Regions from separate parts of the Mus musculus genome. Here region 1 is linked to region 2. The links are chromatin contacts, called in public targeted proximity ligation maps. All regions are on one chromosome and are shown on one strand. The core of a region is the stretch at or near the end of the contact, and the rest is flanking DNA. Distances in the headings are between cores, read along the strand shown. Region 1 has its middle 23 kb from the start of 2010003K11Rik. Region 2 overlaps Syt12 (synaptotagmin XII).

Region 1 (3,475 bases), core at 789-3,288, 66 kb before region 2:
TTTTTGGCTCATTGGTTTCACAGGTCTTGTTTTTGGTTTGCTTTTTATGAATAAGGGTAATTTACATGTATTTGTGTATGTGTGTGTGTGCCAGCGCACACACACCCGTGCATGCAACCATGTACATAGAGTGTCCTCAGAGCCATAAGAGGACTTTAGATCCTCAGGAACTGGAGTTACAGACATTCTTAGCAACCACATGCCTCTCAAGAGCTTGGATTAAAGTGTAAACTATCACACCTGGCTTGTTCTAACTTTTCTTGTGCTGATGTGAGATCACACAACATCTACATGATGAGATGAAGACAGACAGACAGCATAGCATGGTGGCATAATGTAAGGCTTCTACACAAGGACAGATGACTTGCTCAAACCCTACTACACTCCAGCACAGTTGATTGACAATCAAGATGGCCATGAAGCAGCTGACAGCTGGGCTTCCTAAATAGTATGGATTTATTGAGCAAAGGGGTAATTTGTATCCTAGGAAGTAAGGAGCAGGGCACCCAAGAGATTTTATCAGGCTACTTTTAACAGTGAGTAATTTGCAACATAAATTGTTTGTAGAATTTTACACTTTATGTTTTTTGGAAACAGGTTAGCCACAGATAACTGAAAACACTCAAAAACAAAATGTTGGATAGCAAAAAAAAAAAACAAAAAAACCAACAACAAAAAAAAACCATAAAACTCTTACAAAGAAACCAGGCTAAATGTCACTTGACAATGACTTTTTGTTGTTGTTGGGTTTTTTTTTTTTTTTTTTTAAAGATTTATTTATTTATTTATTATATGTAAGTACACTGTAGCTGTCCTCAGACACTCCAGAAGAGAGAATCAGATCTTATTACGGATGGTTGTGAGCCACCATGTGGTTGCTGGGATTTGAACTCTTGACCTTCGGAAGAGCAGTCGGGTGCTCTTACCCACTGAGCCATCTCACCAGCCCATGTTGTTGGGTTTTTTTTGTTGTTGTTTTGTTTTGTTTTTTCCGAGACAGGGTTTCTCTATGTAGCCCTGGCTGTCCTGGAACTCACTCTGTAGACTAGGCTGGCCTCGAACTCAGAAATCTGCCTGCCTCTGCCTCCCAAGTGCTGGGATTAAAGGTGTGCGCCACCACTGCCCGACAATGATTTTTTTAAGGTTTATTTTTTTATGTTATGAATGTTTTGAAGCCGGGCATGGTGACGCACGCCTTTAATCCCAGCACTTGGGAGGCAGAGGCAGGTGAATCTCTGAGTTCGAGGCCAGCCTGGTCTACAGAGCGAGTTCCAGGACAGCCAGGACTACACAGAGAAACCCTGTCTCGAAAAACCAAAAAAAAAAAGAATGTCTTGCCTGCGTGTGTGTATGTGTATGTATGCCTAGTGCCCAAGTCAGGAAGTTGGAAGCTCCTCAGGCATCAGGAATGTAAGTGGTACATAGACAAATATAGGCAGGCAAAATACCCATACATAAATATTTCTTTAAAAATATTCACAACAGTGATGGTGGGGGGAATCCTGCTGAGAAAGAATCTATAATGTTATCATGCCAATTTCTCTCCAACTTAAAGGACTTTCTCTTGAGAACTCAGTAGATCTTCATACTTATCCACATGAGGTCACATAAGCACCAGACATTGAGAGAGATACTACTGCAGAAATAATTCTCAGGAGGTTTACTCTCTACCCCCACAAATTTCCTGGGACCAACCGAAGAACCAAGACAAGAATCCCACATCTATTCACCATCTGAGATCCAGTCTCTAATGAGATTTGATGGCAATGGTCCCTCAGAAAGTCTGGTAACTCTCCACTGGGAGGTCAGGGAGAGGCCAGGTGATCTATCAGAGGAAGGACTGCAGGCAACACCAATTTCAGTTGTAGCACTTCTCGGTAACTAAGCCTGACTGAGCAAAAAGTAATTCTTACATTCCACACTCTCTTTCTTTTTGAAAAAAAAAAAGTGTGAAATAGTGAGTGGAATACCAGGCCTAGACTTGGAAGACAGAGACCCAAATTCTAACCCTGCTGAGTCACTGACATGAATTTTGCAACTGGTCATGGGTCAAACAAAATCTTAACAGCTACACAGGACCGAAGTTCTACTTACTTTTTATTCAAGTTCTACCTATGTTGTAGGAAAGAAAGCTGTAAGTATATAAATCAAATCCAGTTTATGGTTTCAGCATCTGGTAGAGAAGTGGAGATACAGGAGAGGAAATTAAGCAATGGTGTTTAAGCAGGGCCCAATGATAGTGAATCACAGATTTGCTTCATAGCTATGTTCAAAAGCTAAGACCTAATTTCATCTGGGCCAAGGGTCCCTAAATCATAGGGAAAATATCCAGTTTCAGGGGAAATACCAAAAGTTTCTTAAGAAAGTAACATGAGTCTCATAATTGTTTCCTTATTCAGGAGCTTCTGAATTCCAGAAAGATGTAGAATTAAGTGCATATGTGCAGAGTTAAAGCCATAGTATTACTAATTTTGGGTTAGAAATCTTGCTAGGCAGTGGTGACACATGCCTTTAGTCCCAGCACTCAGAAAAAAAAGGCAGGTGGATCTCTAAGTTCAAGGCCAGCCTCATCTACAGAGCAAGTTCCAGGACAGCTGGGGCTACACAGAGAAACCCTGTTTCGAAAAAAACAAAAAATAAAATAATAAAACAGAAAAGAAAGAAAGAAGTCTGCTGTGCCGAGCTTGGGATGTGCCCCAGGAGCAGAGCCCACGCCTAGCATGCACACGGCCCTGGAGCCCATCCCTAGCGGCTCCCACTTCTGTGCATTTGCTGGTACTTTATATGCTTTAAGGAATTTTGGATAGACATGGTGGAACATGCTTATAATTCTAGCACTTGGGAGGCAAAGGCAGGAGAATTACAAGTTCAAAGCCAGCCTGGGATACATAGCCTGGGCTATATAGTGAGACACTGTCTTAAACAGAAAAAGACTACCCCATAGCAGGAAAACATTAAAAAAAAAAAAAAATCCACATCATGATAGTCACTAGGGAAATCTAAGTTGAAACCACAATGAAATGCCATAGTATACATTTTAAATGTGAAATTCTTTAATTGAAAAGGTTGATGATTTCTAATGCTGGAGAAGGTGGAATGTGACTAGAATTCTCTATTACTGATAGAAATATAAAACAGAATAACCACTTTGGAAGGGTTTAACATGTAATCTAATCACTCCACTCCTGGGCAAAGGAAAAATATCCATTAAAACAAACAAACAAACCTGCCTTGAACACAGGCAGGGCACTCACGCACGCAGGCGCACACACACAAACTAGTAGAACTTCAATCTTTAGATCTGGAGGCATCACCATCAGAGCACTTGCCAGATCAGACTCATACACCACTGATCACAGCAGCTTTATCTGTAGCTGACAAAAGCTGGAGCTGACTGAGAAGACCAACATCACGCACAGGGATGAATCATGTGATGTCCATGTAATACAATAGTTCCTCAGCAGTAAGAATAAAT
Region 2 (3,606 bases), core at 664-3,163:
TTCTGGTTAAGGGGAGAAAACTAAGCTAGATGTAGTTGGTGCGTGACTGTAATCCCAGCATTCGTGGAGTTAAAGATGGGGGAGCACGAGTTCCTCCGCAGCCTGGGATACAGTAGCAAGTTCCTGTTTGCGGAAGAGAAAGAGAAACAATGTCCTTAAGTGCTGGTCCCTCTGATGGTTTTGTGAAAGGAGAGCCTGGGGTATCTTGAACAGAGTAACCAGCATCAATCTCCTTGCTGTCACCTAGCGATGGTGCCTCAGCCCCATATGATGCTTCCCTGTCCCTTTTGTTCACCCTCAGCGGGTCCCTCCTTGGAATGACCAGCGGACCACTACTCGGGGACCACCCAGCCGCAAAGGCAGCCTTAGTATAGAAGACACCTTTGAAAGCATCAGTGAGCTGGGACCCCTGGAGCTGATGGGCCGGGAACTGGACTTAGCCCCCTATGGTACTCTCCGAAAGTCACAGTCGGCTGACTCTCTGAATTCCATCTCCTCTGTGAGCAACACCTTTGGGCAGGATTTCACCCTGGGCCAGGTGGAGGTGAGCATGGACTATGATGGAGCCTCCCACACCCTCCACGTGGCAGTACTACAAGGCAAAGACCTCCTGGAGCGCGAGGAGGCCACCTTCGAGTCCTGCTTCATGCGTGTCAGTCTGCTGCCAGACGAACAGATCGTGGGCATCTCCCGGGTAAGTGGGGCGGGGACAGAGGTGCACTGGGCTCCCTGAAGCTCTCCTGGGAAGCTGATGTCTGGGCTAGTGGGCAGATTTGCAGTACCAGACAAGATGACAGGGGGCGCTGGAGAGCAGATCAGAATGTGGATTCAGAGTAGGATGGCTATGCCTAGAACCAGCTTTGTGTTCCCGCTGTGTATAGATTTCAATCTTCCTATCACTCAAGGACAGTGTCCACCTCCACATCTGTTAACATGGAGTCTTGGCAGGAAGAAAGATGGGCTGCTCATTTGGTTGATCTGGGAGAGAGCTCACTAACAGCCTTATCTGCTTTGGAGTGGATGGAGGAGGAGGGGTAGGTAGCCTCAGTGTCCGTATGGCTACATGAATTTGTTCACAAAAAGGGAGGCCCACCCCGGAGACCGAAAAAAGCATGAGAGGAAAGTGAGTTTCTGGACCCCAAATGAAAGGGCCACCTTTTTAGGAAGGGCTGTGTTCTGTTGTGGGAAGGTGTGGTCAGCCCCTCAGAGAAACTGAGACAGGCTTTGGAAGATAAGCACATGATCTCTCTTTTCTTCTGGTGACCCTGGTGGCTCACCCTGCTGGAAGCTGGTGACTAAGGGAGCATGCTGGCGTGGCCCTTGACTGTTAGGCTCTGTATTAGACCAGGACCCTCAAGATCAAGTTCTCAGCACAAAGATTTATTTGCCCGTTTATCTGGCAGAGAGCAGGGAATAAGAGGCAAATACAGGAGACAGAGACTGAGGGAGAAGGGGAGAAAACAAGGGGAGGGGAAGTATTTGTCCCAGAGGACGAAGGACTGCCTCTGAAACGGAGACGGGTGAAGCACGTAGGAACATAACGAAGAGCCGCTGTCAGGTCTGACATGCATTATGTTGCTCTTAGCCTGAGCCATGGGGAGGATTTTGGGTGACTCAGGATATGTCCTTTGAGGAGGGACATTGCTGGACAGAAGCTTGCTCTGAGTCAGACCACTGTGTGAACAACACGGTTCCATATTTGTTTGAAGGATGCAGTTGCTGCAGGGAGAACCTTCCCAGAGCCTGGCAGCACTAGGTGAGATCAAAGTGGCTAGAAGCTAAGTAGAGTCTGTTCCCAGGATGGCAGGCTTCATGACGTTGCAGCCTAACAGTCTAACTGTGGGGATGGGGTGTTGCCTCCAGGCCAAGCAACCCCCTCAGCTTCAGAGAATGTGCCAGGGATGAGAGCCGCTCTCTAAATACCACCGCGCAGTGACTCAGGCGGCCCCCCACGGAAGGGCAAGCAGAGCCTCCCATGTAGCTCCCTGAGGAGCCCACAGCTTCCTGGGAGGAGGCCAATGACATCTAAAAGCTGGGGGATGAAGCGTGCCCAGCCCTGCCTAGTCACTCCATTCATCTGTCTATCTGTCCACTCATCCATCCATCCTGTGACAATCAGGAAGGCTTCGCCAGGATCTACAGGGCACTGTGGCATTCATGGCTGTTTACAGAAGATTGTCTAGCTCCTACTGCCTGCCTGCCCCCAAGGCTCTGCTGAGTCAGCAGACAGGAGAGAAGGAGAGTGGGTCTGTCACAGCATCATGTGAGGATGGAGATGACTAGGAGTCCATTATGGAAGCTTCTAAGGCCAGGCAATGGGTTGACTACAAGCAAGAAGGGGATATTGGGGATGTTTAAACCTTCACAGTAACCTCAACCTTTGGGACATAGAGGCAGCAAGATAAGGAACTCAGGGCTGTCCTTGGCTACATAATGGATTTAGGGTCATTTAGGCCTATGTGGGATCCTGTCTCAAAGCAACCAAAACCCAATCAAACACCACCAACAACCAAAACCTCCCAGGACTGCCAGGCATGGTAGACTCATACTGCAGCTCTGGAGGCTGAGGCAGGAAGATGGTTAAATTCAAGACAAAAGTCTGTGCAAAATAGTACGTTCCAGACCAGCCAGAGCTGCATAGTAAGACCCTGGCTAAAAAAAAAAAAAAAAAAAAAAAAAAGGAGGAGGTCTCTGTGAGTTCGAAGCCAGTCTGGTCTACAAATGAGTTCCAGGGAAGGCAGGGCTACCCAGTGAGACCCTGTCTTGGAAAAGGAAAAGAGCAGGGAGGTGCAGTATGGAGGCTGATGCTTGTAACCCTAGCCTTCTGCAGTTAGTGCAGTGAAGCTAGTGCAGTATGGAGGCTCATGCTTGTAACCCTAGCCTTCTGCAGTTAGTGCAGTATGGAGACTCCTGCTTGTAACCCTAGCCTTCTGCAGTTAGTGCAGTGAAGCTAGTGCAGTATGGAGGCTCATGCTTGTAACCCTAGCCTTCTGCAGTTAGTGCAGTATGGAGACCCATGCTTGTAACCCTAGCCTTATGCACTTAGTGGCAGGAAGGTCAGGAGTTCATCCTGACCTATGTGAGATCCAGTCCGAAAAGAAAAACAAAATTAAACAAACAAACCTTCAATACTGAGCCACCAAAAAAAAGGACGTAGAACTGAGATGGTGGTACCAGGAAGCCCCTCCACGGCCCCTTCTCTCTGTAGATCCAGAGGAATGCCTATTCCATCTTCTTCGATGAGAAGTTCTCTGTCCCCCTGGATCCCACAGCCCTGGAGGAGAAGAGCCTTAGATTTTCTGTGTTTGGTATCGACGAGGATGAGCGGAATGTGAGCACCGGCGTGGTGGAGCTGAAGCTGTCCGTTCTGGATCTCCCGCTGCAGCCCTTCAGTGGCTGGCTATACTTGCAGGACCAGAATAAGGTATCGCCTACTTTTGCCTGCTGGTTCCCCCGGGGAGAAAGTACCCTCACCCACTGCCTGGGAGAGATGCCAGTATCCTGTCCCTCAACTGGACCCTGACAGCGTTAGAACAGAGACAGGGTCCCAAGCCACACCCTAGGGAAGCCACTCATTGCATGTGCTGACAAACACATCCTACAGAC

The links.
Region 1: a targeted proximity ligation map of the NIH/3T3 cell line shows a contact between it and region 2, with 10 read pairs. A contact is called at or near these places in 1 of 39 promoter capture datasets (macrophages), 3 of 484 Hi-C or Micro-C datasets (the HPC-7 cell line, muscle stem cells and myocytes), 2 of 130 datasets of targeted methods (the NIH/3T3 cell line and embryonic stem cells) and 1 of 9 other capture datasets (pancreatic islet).

Annotation. Positions count from the first base shown.
Region 1 is chr19:4,520,179-4,523,653 of GRCm38.p6, reverse strand. It overlaps a transcript of Pcx not described here. Among named protein-coding and RNA genes, the nearest start is that of 2010003K11Rik, 23 kb to the right of the region's middle.
Region 2 is chr19:4,453,583-4,457,188 of GRCm38.p6, reverse strand. It overlaps Syt12 (synaptotagmin XII), which reads left to right. Exons shown (of 8, transcript NM_134164.5): 4 at 302-694; 5 at 3,209-3,424. Among named protein-coding and RNA genes, the nearest start is that of Rhod, 16 kb to the right of the region's middle.